Regions from separate parts of the Canis lupus genome. Here region 1 is linked to region 2. A link is a contact called in public Hi-C data. All regions are on one chromosome and are shown on one strand. The core of a region is the stretch at or near the end of the contact, and the rest is flanking DNA. Distances in the headings are between cores, read along the strand shown. Region 1 holds the start of RCAN1 (calcipressin-1). Region 2 holds the start of SMIM11A (small integral membrane protein 11A).

What was found. Hi-C and Micro-C count contacts between places; a contact is called where the count stands out from the background.
Region 1: a contact with region 2 is called in a Hi-C map of blood, with 1.8 times the contacts expected there. The contact joins the promoter of RCAN1 here to the promoter of SMIM11A in region 2. A contact is called at or near these places in 2 of 9 Hi-C or Micro-C datasets (both in blood).

What each region holds. Positions count from the first base shown.
Region 1 is chr31:29,673,440-29,676,139 of UU_Cfam_GSD_1.0, forward strand. It overlaps RCAN1 (calcipressin-1), which reads right to left and starts at 1,418. Exons shown (of 4, transcript XM_038581430.1): 1 at 1,084-1,418. The coding sequence starts at 1,326. It overlaps CLIC6 (chloride intracellular channel protein 6), which reads left to right and starts at 1,669. Exons shown (of 10, transcript XM_038581426.1): 1 at 1,669-1,966; 2 at 2,683-2,700.
Region 2 is chr31:29,461,341-29,464,115 of UU_Cfam_GSD_1.0, forward strand. It overlaps SMIM11A (small integral membrane protein 11A), which reads left to right and starts at 1,286. Exons shown (of 4, transcript XM_038581421.1): 1 at 1,286-1,429.

The DNA.
Region 1 (2,700 bases), core at 168-2,667, 210 kb after region 2:
CAAATGGGACGCGAGCACGCATTCTCTGTTCTCCAGTGGTGTTCCTCTTGGCAGCGGCGTTCAACTACAAGTTCATTGACAGTATACGCAGACCCAGAGCCAAGCATGGAAAGCATCACTTTTTTTTTTTTTTTTTGACAGCTGCTCTCCTCCTGAGGCATATCTCTCAAAGACAGGCTTTATTCTGCAATGCCTCCGTTGTCCAAATTCTATTGTGCACGCTAATTGCAGATCTGAAATAAATTCCTCCTCCCCGCCACGCCACCACCACTGATTACTCATACCTGCCCCCTCACCCTCCTAAGTTTCTAAACTGGGTAGCTATTTAAAATAATAATAATAATAATAATAATAATAATAATTAAAAATGAGCTCCTCATGTACTGAGTGTCCCGATGGTGGCATGTCACCCCTTCACGTAGCAAGATTCCTGACTATTGTAAGGGCCTAGAGAATGGGTCCCTTCCCCCTCCCCATTCCCCCCCCTTTGCCCTCCCCAACACTGTTCCACCAAAACTGGCCAGCCACAGGATAATGAGCAACCACAGATCCTCACCCAAACATTGGCTTTTCTTCCAAGAGTGCAGATTGAGAATGCAGGGACGTTGTCCTATTTATGAACAGTGAGTCACGTCGCCGCTGCACGTCTGTTCCCAGCTCCCGATGAATGAGGGGAGCCCCCTTCCCCAAAGGAGTTACTAAGCGCAGAGCGACGGTGCAGCGTGCCCCGGGGGCGGCAGTGCGCGCTCCCGGCCCCCCCCCCCCCCCGCTGCGCCCACCCCGGGGCACCCGCGTCTCCGGGAGGCGAGGACCAGCCGCGGTCCACGGCGCTGCGCCCGGAGCCCCGCCTCGGGGTGCGCGCGCGGCCCGGCCCGGCCCGGCAGGTGCTCGGGGACCCGGGAGCCCCGGGGAGCGCGCCCCCGCCCGGCCAGGAGCGGCCCGCGCGCGGCGACCCGCGCTGCACCGGCTGCCCCGGGCCCCCGGCTGCACAGGCTGCCCGCGCCGCCGCCTCCGGGCAACAAGTGTCCGCCCTCCGCCCTCCGCCCTCCGCCCTCCGCCCTCCCCCGACGGCCCGGCCCTCACCCGGCACAGGCCGTCCACGAACACGCGCGGGTCCAGGTGGCAGGCGATGGTGGCGCTCGGCAGGTCCTGCAGGTCCACCTCCTCCATCTCGCAGTCGATGAAGCTCCAGTCGCCGCCGCCCTCGTCGGCCTCGGCCGCCCCCGAGAACGGCGCGAAGGGCCGAAGCGTCCCCCCGGGCTGCGCTCGCGCCTCGGCCGCCTCGGCCGCCGCCCGGAGCCGGGGCCCGGCCACGGCGTCCTCCATCCCCGCGCCCCAGCCCGCGCGCCCCCCGTGCGCCCCCGTCGGCCGGGCCGGGCTCGCGCGCGCGCCCCTCGCGCTCTCCCGCCCGCCGACTCGGCGGCTCACCCCCTCCGGCTCCCGTCGCTGCCGGCGGCGCTCACCGGGGCTCCCCCGCCCCGCTCCCGACGCGGCCTCCGCGCGCAGGCCCCGCCCAGCCCCGGGGGCGGAGCTCGGGAGGGCTTAGCGGCGGGCCCTTTAAGGCCGCCCCGCCCCGCGGTCGACGGTGCCCCGCCCTTCCAGGAGAGGAAGCCAATAAGGGAACGGGATTGTCCTCACGTGACCCTCATGCTACCGCCCTCAACCCGAAGCCTCGCGGTGGCCATACTGGTTAGGGGCAAAGGCCTGTTCAGCCAGTTCCACTTTTCCGGCGGCTGGTGTCAGCTGCGCGGCGCCAGGCAGCGTCTTGGGCGCCGGATGGTACCTGGAGCCGCAGCGCTTCTCTGGTTCCCCAGGCGGTGACGTTTGGAGGCTCGCAGGCCAACTCTGGGGGGATTTAAGCGAGATTCAGTTTTGGCTGTGGCTCCGTGGCTATCGGCAAGCGGTTAGATGCTTACCGTATATGATCGCATATAGTCGCAGCAGGCGATGCACCAGCCTTATTTTTGTATGTCCGCTTATTAGTCATCATTGTTCAAAATTTAAACAATGTAAATTTTTGGGTTACCACTAAGTGCTATCTACAAGAGGAGATAGATAATGAAAGGAAGAAGCATCGGTCCCTACCATTGGGGAGTTTGTAGAGGGAAGGCGAGCGGTTAGATGCTTACCGTATATGATCGCATATAGTCGCAGCAGGCGTTGCACCAGCCTTATTTTTATAAGTCAGCTTATCTATCATTGTTCAAAATTTATATGATCAGAAGTGAGTATTTGGGTTACCAGTAAGTGCTATGTACAAGAGGAGATAGATAATGAAAGGAACGAAGCATCGGTCCCTATCATGGAGCTTATAGAGGGAAGGCGAGCGGTTAGATGCTTACCGTATATGATCGCATATAGACGCAGTGAGCGTTGCCCTAGACTGTTGACGGCAGTACCTTATTTTTATCGTTGCACTAGGCTGTTGACGGCAATACGTTATTTTTATATTTCAGCTTATTAGTCATTCTAGCATTGTTCAAAATTCACATAATCAGAAGTAAATGTTTGAGTTACCACTAAGTGCTATGTACAAGAGGAGGTAGATAATGAAAGGAACAAAACATCGGCCCCTACCATTGGGGAAGTTTATAGAGGGAATGCACAAGTTCTCAAAACAGCTTCTCTCTCTCTCTCTCTCTCTCTCTCTCTCTCTCTCTCTCTCTCTCTCTCCCCTGGCAGGCAGAATAGATGGAATTC
Region 2 (2,775 bases), core at 36-2,535:
TCAGCTTCCAGCTGTGGCACTGGTTGGCTTTAAAATCCTGGGCATATAATGTTTGTCCTTCTCCAATTGACTTATTTCACTCAGCATAATACCCTCCAGTTCCAGCCACATCGAAGCAAATGGTGGGTATTTGTCATTTCTAATATATGGTCTCATTCATTTGGGGAATATAAAAAATAGTGAAAGGCAATAAAGGGGAAAGGAGAAAAAATGAGTGGGAACTATCAGAGAGGGAGACAGAACATGAGAGACTCCTAACTCTGGGAAAGGAACTAGGGGTGGTAGAAAGGGAGGTGGGCGGGGGGTGGGGGTGACTGGGTGAGGGGCACTGAAGGGGGCACTTGATGGGATGAGCACTGGGTGTTACTCTATATGTTGGCAAATTGAACACCAATAAAAAATAATAATAAAAAAAAAAAAGATCCTGGGCAGAGGGCAGCCCGAGTGGCTCAGCGGTTTAGCGCTACCTTCAGCCCAGGGCGTGATCCTGGAGACCCAGGATTGAGTCTCACATAGGGCTCCCTGCATGGAGCCTGCTTCTCCCTCTGCCTGTGTCTCTGCCTCTGACTCTCTCTCTCTTTGTCTCATGAATAAATAAATAAAATGTAAAAACAACCCTGAGCAAATCCCTTTAATCTCTTAGTGCCTCCACTTCCTCACCTGCGAGTTGGCTATTTTACCTCCTCTATGGTCTTCTTGTGAGACTTCAGTGGGACCTCACAGTGCTCAGGACAAAGCTAGTTTTATCCTCCCCCCCCCCCTTTTTAAAAGGATTTCATTTATTTACTCTTGAGAGACACAGAGACAGCGAGAGGCAGAGACTAAGAGGGATGAAAGAGAGGCTCATCCCCGAAGAGCCAGATGTGGGCCTCGATCTCATGACCCGGCGGGGTCAGACCTGAGCCAAAGGCAGACGCTCAACCACCGAGCCATAGAGCATCCCTAGCTTTGTCACTTTCTATCGGAAAACTTGGCTTGTGGGCAGAACTAAAGCCTCCGCCGCTCGGGCTGTCCCTTCCTCTGCACCCCGGCATCCTGTCCTTCATCACCACACACGTCACCATGCGATCTGGCGTTCGGCCCCCCGGGTTCGGATCCAGCGGAGCGCGTCGTTGCCAAGCCGCGCGTTCTCTCGCGCCAGCCGCTCAGTCTCCGCTTGCAGGGGTCCTCAGTCCCGAGGGGGAGCCGAGCCCGGAGAGCGAGCTCCGGGAACACGCCCGGGGGTGGCCCCGGCCTCGATCTGGGGTCGGGCGCGCCCTCCCGTGGGGCAGGGACCGCGCGCTGAAGCGGGAGCCGGGGAAGCCAGCACCGCGGGCTGGCGCCGTCCCTGGGGAAGATGCACGCATTTTGTCAAACAAGATGAACGCTAAGTTTGTAGACTCGATCCTCGGGGCGCAGGACTCCCCGCCTCCGTGCGCCCGCAGCTCAGGTGAGCGCAGGACGCGCGCATCTCCGCGCCTGGACCACCAATCGTGACCCGCCCCGCGCTGCGCCTGCGCGCCGCCCCCCCCCCCCCCCCCCGCCCAGCAGCCCGGGCCCACTGCGCCGGCGCGCGCTGCGGTGCATTTCGGGATGTGTAGTTTCCTCCCCGCACGCTGGGAGTCTCGCTTCCTGTGCAGGCCTGGCGCCGGCTCCTCCGCGGCCTGCAGCTGTAAGTGGGTGACATCGGTCAGCGGAGCCTGACCCGAGGCCCGGCCGCTCTTTAGGGCGCTGGGGAGTCGCGTGGCCGCCCCGCGTCTGCGCCTGCTGTCGCGGATGCCCGCCGGCCGGCGCCGGGTCGGCGGGGCGGGGGCGGGGGCGGGAGGGTGCCAGCCGCCGCAGCCCCCACCTGCGGGTCGTCGCCCCGGCCCGGTCGTCCAGGCCTCGCGGGGTCCGCGGCCCGGGCACCTGCAGCTGCCACCCCACCCCCCAACCTCTCAACTGCCAACGAGCGGGGGAAGAGTTGGGGTGCCCCGGGGAGAGCCTGGGGATGCGCCCGCGCTCGCAAGGCTCAGGGTCCCGCTTAGTGGCGGAGGCACCAAGACACAGACGGCCCTGGAGGTTGTTAGGGGTGCCAAGAAGGAAACGTAGATTGTGGACGATATTCTGTTCAGATGGCTTTCTTTTTTCTTTTAAGATTTTATTTATCAATGAGAGACACAGAGGCAGGGACACAGGCAGAGGGAGAAGCAGGCCCCATGCAGGGAGCCCGATGTGGGACTTGATCCCAGGTCCCCGGGGTCACACCCTGGGCCAAAGGCAGGTGCCAAACCGCTGAGCCACCCGGGAATCCACCCCCCCCCCCCCCCCGCCCCCAGATTGCTTTCATCGGTGGATGGGGCTTCTGGTTTTGGGGGAGAAAACTGGCAAAGGAAAAAAATGAGACTTTTTTTTTTTTTTTTTTTTTTGCAGTAAAGGAGACAGAACCATTTCTATCCAAGGCATTGCTATTTTTCAGATGTTAAGCTAAGATTGTGGATGAGTCCAGAGAAAGTCTAAAACTCCCTGCACTTCTTAGATTTTATACCTCAGAATTGCCCCTGTCTCGTTGGCTTTTGCAGTGCGGCCCTCAGATACCACCTGCGCCTGTGTCTAATACTGCAGCAGGTGTGCACCTGCGGTGCCGGAGCTAAGAGCCTGCGGATGTTTTTAGCTTTCTCAGTTCTCCTTTGCTGAAGTCCTGCTGGGGTGCTACAGAAAGGGCTGAGTTGGCTGCTGTAATTGCAGGGGGAGGGGGGAAGGCATCAGTTGGAGGCAGGGGGTGGGAATGAGCTGGATTGATCAACCCGCTTGTCT